Regions from separate parts of the Capra hircus genome. Here region 1 is linked to region 2. A link is a contact called in public Hi-C data. All regions are on one chromosome and are shown on one strand. Each heading gives the region's core, a stretch centred on a gene start, on an enhancer-like site or on the middle of the called end of the contact. The rest is flanking DNA. Distances are from core to core; before and after follow the strand shown. Region 1 holds the start of RNF7 (RING-box protein 2). Region 2 overlaps ATP1B3 (sodium/potassium-transporting ATPase subunit beta-3).

Region 1 (2,700 bases), core at 167-2,666, 150 kb before region 2:
TCTCTTACAGCACTTAATGCACCACCCAACAAACAGCACATATGGCCAAAGGTGACCCCGTGTCCATATTTGTATCGTTACACATTTAATGCCTCCCTGACTCCTCTGCCAGATTTCTGAAGTTTGGTTAGCCTAGACCCAGGGCCACCAGGCCTGACACCAGGAGATGAGGGAATGAGACCCTCATCATTAAAATAAAAAGGGGTGAGAAGCTCTGAGTCCTAATCCTGACACAGCAGGTGGCCACCACTAGGTGGTAGTGTGGCCAAGCATCTTCCGGTCTCCGTGCCTCAGCTTCGGTATCTTTTAAAAGATGTTATCTGCTTTGCTTGGGAAAACATAACATGACCCTGGGCTAGTAACAGAAGAACCTTAGTTTCCACTGTCACCTTCTCAGAATAGCAGAATTACTTTTCTGAATTACTATAAATTACTTTTGGGGACTTCAGTATTCCTACACATAAAAAGTTAAACTAGATTTAAGTTTCTTAGAGTGTGGTCTCCAGGGTTCCTGGAATTCTTTCAGGGGACCAACAAGGTCAAAACTATTTACATATTTACATAACAGTATTCATAGCTCTGAGCTTCCCAGGTAGCTCAGCTGGTAAACAATCCGCCTGTAATGCAGGAGACCTCGGTTGAATTCCTGGGTTGGGAAGATCCCCTGGGGAAGGGAATGGCTACCCACTCCAGTATTCTTGCCTGGAAAATCCTATCGACAGAGAAGCCTGGCGGGCTACATACAGTCCATGGGATCTGCACAGTCGGACACGACTGAGCGACTAAGCACAGCACAGCACACATAGCTATTTCTCTTCATTCTCTCTTGTGAGTGTACAATATTGGTATTCTAAGGATAACTTGTAATGGATTTCTTACTGTTTTGAAGTGAATTAATATAGTCACATTTCCCCCGTTTTCTTAAAAAGGAAATATATATGTATAAGCGTGTATATGTACACATCCATCCTACACAAACAAAAGTTCTTAAATGTCCTTAAGTAATTTTTAAGTGTAAAGGGGTCCTGAGACCAAAATATTTGAGAACTGTTGAACCAGATTCCAAGCTCGTCATTCATTCCCTCAACATATAACTGTCCCTCCCGAGACAGCATTTCTTAACGAAGGAGATGATCAAGAAATAGTCCCCGCTCCCCCCAGGGCGTTTACATTTGAGAAGGACGAATATATCAACAAGACAACTTCTAAAAGCGGTGTCATGAAGACATAAAGCAGGACACGTGTCTCCCCCGCGCAAGGGTCGGCCCGGGGTCCCTCACCCCGCTGAGCTGGCCGGGCGTTGGGGACGGGAGTACCGAGAACTAGGACACCGGGAAGCCGCTGGTGCCGGCGTACGGTGACGTCACTGGGGCGCGCCAGCCAATCACGGGCGCCCCCCGGTCCTAGACCCCCGCGGCGGCCCGTGGCCTGCGGGCGGCGCTGTGGCCCGTCGGACGGCCCCACGGAGCCGCCATAGCCGCCCGCCTCCCAAGACCTAACGTCTCCGTCGCCGGCTCCGCGCCGCCGCTATGGCCGACGTGGAAGACGGTGAGGAACCCTGCGCCCTGTCCTCTCACTCGGGGAGCGCAGGATCCAAGTCGGGCGGCGACAAAATGTTCTCTCTCAAGAAGTGGAACGCGGTGGCCATGTGGAGCTGGGACGTGGAGTGCGATACGTGCGCCATCTGCAGGGTCCAGGTGATGGGTAAGCGCAGCAGGCGAGGCCCCGGCTGTGCTGCGGCCTCCGCAGGCCCGGCTTCGGGCGTGGGGGGAAGGACCAAACCTTGGAGAGACCGTTCCGGGAGGAGTAGGGGCGGGATCGCCCTGCCCCGGCCCCGGGAGACCGCGGGCCACGCCCGAGCTGCCGCTGATCCGAGGGCTGAGGCCGCTGCCAGGGGCCGAGGGGTCGTTCAGCGGCGACCTGTGCCGGGGACGGGTATTCTGGGGGAAAAGGGGGGTAGCAGGCAGGACAGTTAAACAAGGTCATTTCCAGTAGTGATCAGTGTGATCACGACAATAAAAGTAGGTGATTTGACGGGAGCTGGGAGGAACCACTTCGGTTTGTGTGGCCAGCGACCGCACCCTTTTCCGAAAGCAAACCACACAGAGGTCAAGGTCAAGGCCCTGAGTCAGAGGGTCAGTCTGATGGTTCTGGTCACACACCAAAGTGATGCTCTGGAGTCATTTCCCCCCCAAACGGCCGCTAGTCGTGCTCTGGAGAGGAGCAGGGAAGAAGAGTGTTCCTAGCCGTCCCCTTTCTGGATTGGCTACTGTTCTGCTGGCTTTTAAACCTGGATGATTCAAGATTGGTCAGATCGCACTCGGTTGGCTAGAACTAGAAGAATGTAAACCCTTTTATTCAGAGACGTGAAGCTTCATCTCTTTACTGGCCACTCCCCATCCTAGCATGCAATTTCTTGGAGAAGGGTAGTGCCCTCAAGTCTGGCCTTTCTGGAAAGCCCTCTTTTGCAAACTTGTTACTTCTTTCTATGATATTTTTAATGAAAATATTGGACCAAATGAAGCCTTTCAGAACAGCTTCATCTCGTTGTGTTTTATATGGTCTCTGTTTTAAGATCTTAGACGACCTTAAAAAAGTTGCTGTTTAAATGCACGTTATATTTTTAAATAGGGCATTTAAAACTACAGCATTTAAGAGTGTCTTAAATGTCATTTCTTGAAGGTAATTGGAGAAAACTGA
Region 2 (2,700 bases), core at 63-2,562:
GGATGTAATTTTTCCCTCTGTTTTTGGTTAATATGCATGTTGAAGTGTTCAGGGGTTAAGTGTACTAACATCTACAACTGCATAACAAAATAGATGGTAATTATTGAAAAGATAGATAAATATAGTAGATTGTCTACTTATATAGAATCTAGGTGAGGTTTATGCATGTTCACTTAATTCTTTTAAAAATTGTACTTGTTTAAATAAATATTATTACAAATTTAACAATCTTTTATACAGTGTTCCTGACCACTTATCTCGAAGTATATTGAATAACCCATCATTTCCTCACTGATTTGAAATGCCAGCTTTTTTACATGGATCCTTTCTTGGATATTGTGTTTTGTTACTAATTTATATCTTTGTTCCTTTGTCATTATCGCATTATAATATGTAAGTTCTATGTAAGCATTTGTAAAATAAAATATAATGTGTGAGACTTGTGTAACTACTGGCTGTTTAGTTTTGGTGTCTGGAGAGTGCTAGCCTTAAAAAGATTTAGGTAACGTATGGAGCATCCAAAAGAGATAGCTTATGTGTAGAAAAAGAATCTATTTCTTGAAAACTGGGAAGACTAACTAAAACCATTTGGATGTGGTATCTCTTTTAGGAATAGAGCTCTGTTTATTGTTTTGTAAAAACTTCTGATTTGCAAATGTTTATTTTCTCATAAAACGATATATTTCCATTTATTCTCAAGTTTACTAGTTGGAAACTGGTTTTATTGATCAAATTAAATGCATTTGTTTCCATTAACTTGTGATGGTATCTTAAATCTCTCTTACTTTCCCTTGAATTTATTTTAGTCTTGAGTTTAAACCTGACTTTTTGGTTAGTCTTGGGGTTTGTTTAGTGAATTCATATAAAGCCATGGGTTTTCCTCTGTGTTCTGCTTTGACTGCATTCTTGTTTTGTATTTTGAATATTTCATGTTTTGTTGTCTTTTTAATTCAAAGCTTATGTACAAGTCCACTTTGTAAATGTTTGTTACACTTTCTTTGTTGCATTTGGTACTTTATTGGATTAGTTTTTTCCTCAGATATTTGGTAATTATTGGTTCTCTGCACCTCCTGTTTGTATTTAGACTTTCCTGTCACAGCATTCAGGGATGAGGCAGAAGTACCCAAGAAAATTGGTCGAGGTATGGAGATTCCCTCCACTCCTTGAGGTTTTTACCAACCCATCCAATACCTTGGCCAGTTTTTAAATCCCAGCCTCCCCGCACTCCCCCTGTCCATGCTCCCTGCTCCTGTTAAAGAGTAGATGGTGCTGCTACTGTTGGTAGTTGATGGGTACCAAGGTTGGCGGGGGGGGGCGGGGGTGTGTGGGGCGGGTGTGTGTGTGTGTGTGTTTGTGTGTAGTTGCTGGGCACCAGGGCTGTGTGTTGGGGGAAGGCACAAAGTTACACTCACCTGGCTGCTCCTGCTGTGGAGTCATCTAGTCTTTGGCGCAGAGTGCCCTCCTGTTCTCCATTTTGGTGAGCCAACTTGCTTTTTTCTGGGAGTCCTTCTCTGATGAAATCCATTCCTTCCTCTTCCTGTTAGAGACAGTTAATTCTTTCTCTTTGTTTATATGTCTGTTGCTTGTAACTGGACTCTTGGAGAACAGGAACAGATACCTTATTCCATGTAAATTTTTGTTACCCGAAGTAACACAGAATGCTTCCATGATGCACTTTAGAGAAGGGGAGTTGACTGCAAAAAGTAATAGCTTGAGGCTCCCAGCGAGAGCAGACCAGGTAAGGTGCCACGTGGAGAGGTACTGGTCTGGGTGTTTCTCTTATTGGTAGGTTAGTCTTAGGCGATTTATTTAATCTTGTTTAATATTTTTTATACTACCATATTTTTAAAATAAATATATAACATTTGAGTGTATATGTATATACACACATGTATTTTTTTTTTCACACATGTATTTTTAATTGTAGAAATAGTTCGCAGGCAAAAGAAGAACGGGCAGCACAGGATGAGATGGGTTAGATAGCATCACTGATTCAATGAACATGAATTTGAGAGATCTCCAGGAGATAGTGGAAGAGCCTGGTGTGCTTCAGTCCATGGGGTCACAAAGAGTCTGACCGGACTTAGCGACTAAACAACAGCAATGTGCTGATTAGTTTAAGAAAATTATTTCAGTGAGGAACAGATGATTTTTAAACAAGTGGTCCTGGGACAGCAGGATATCGATACGCAAAACAGTGTAATTGAATTCTTCCTTTGCTGTTGTTTAGTTGCAGTGGTTTTGGAGCCCAAGAAAAGAAAATCTGTCACTGCTTCCACTCCCCCCACCCCCCAAGCCTATTTTATTTGCCATGAAATGAAAATAATAAGACCAGATGCCATGAACTTAGTTTTTTGAATGTTGAGTTTTAAGCCAGCTTTTTCACTGTCCTATTTTCACCCTCATCAATAAGCTCTTCCGTTCCCCTTCACTTCCTGCTCTTAGAGTGGTAATATCTGAGGTTGTTGATATTTTCTCCTGGCAGTCTTGATTCCAGCTTGTGCTTCTTCCAGCCCGGCATTTTGCATGATGTACTCTTTAGCAGGGTGACAGTATACAGCTGAGATGTACTCCTTGATGTACTTCCCACTTTGGAACCAGTCTGTTGTTCCATGTCCAGTTCTGACTGTTGCTTCTTGACCTGCACACAGGTTTCTCGGGAAGCAGGTCAGGTGGTCTGGTATTATCATCTCTTTAAGA

Evidence for each region. A called contact is a pair of places that touch in the nucleus more often than the background predicts.
Region 1: a contact with region 2 is called in a Hi-C map of liver, with 4 times the contacts expected there. The contact joins the promoter of RNF7 here to the enhancer-like site in region 2. A contact is called at or near these places in 3 of 5 Hi-C or Micro-C datasets (blood and liver).

Annotation. Positions count from the first base shown.
Region 1 is chr1:126,751,106-126,753,805 of ARS1.2, reverse strand. It overlaps RNF7 (RING-box protein 2), which reads left to right and starts at 1,416. Exons shown (of 3, transcript XM_005675493.3): 1 at 1,416-1,697. The coding sequence starts at 1,530.
Region 2 is chr1:126,596,748-126,599,447 of ARS1.2, reverse strand. The region is part of intron 1 of ATP1B3 (sodium/potassium-transporting ATPase subunit beta-3); the gene reads left to right. Among named protein-coding and RNA genes, the nearest start is that of ATP1B3, 10 kb to the left of the region's middle. Within about 2 kb of position 1,312, at least 1 of the 5 cell types and tissues checked has an H3K27ac peak or open chromatin away from gene starts, as enhancers often do.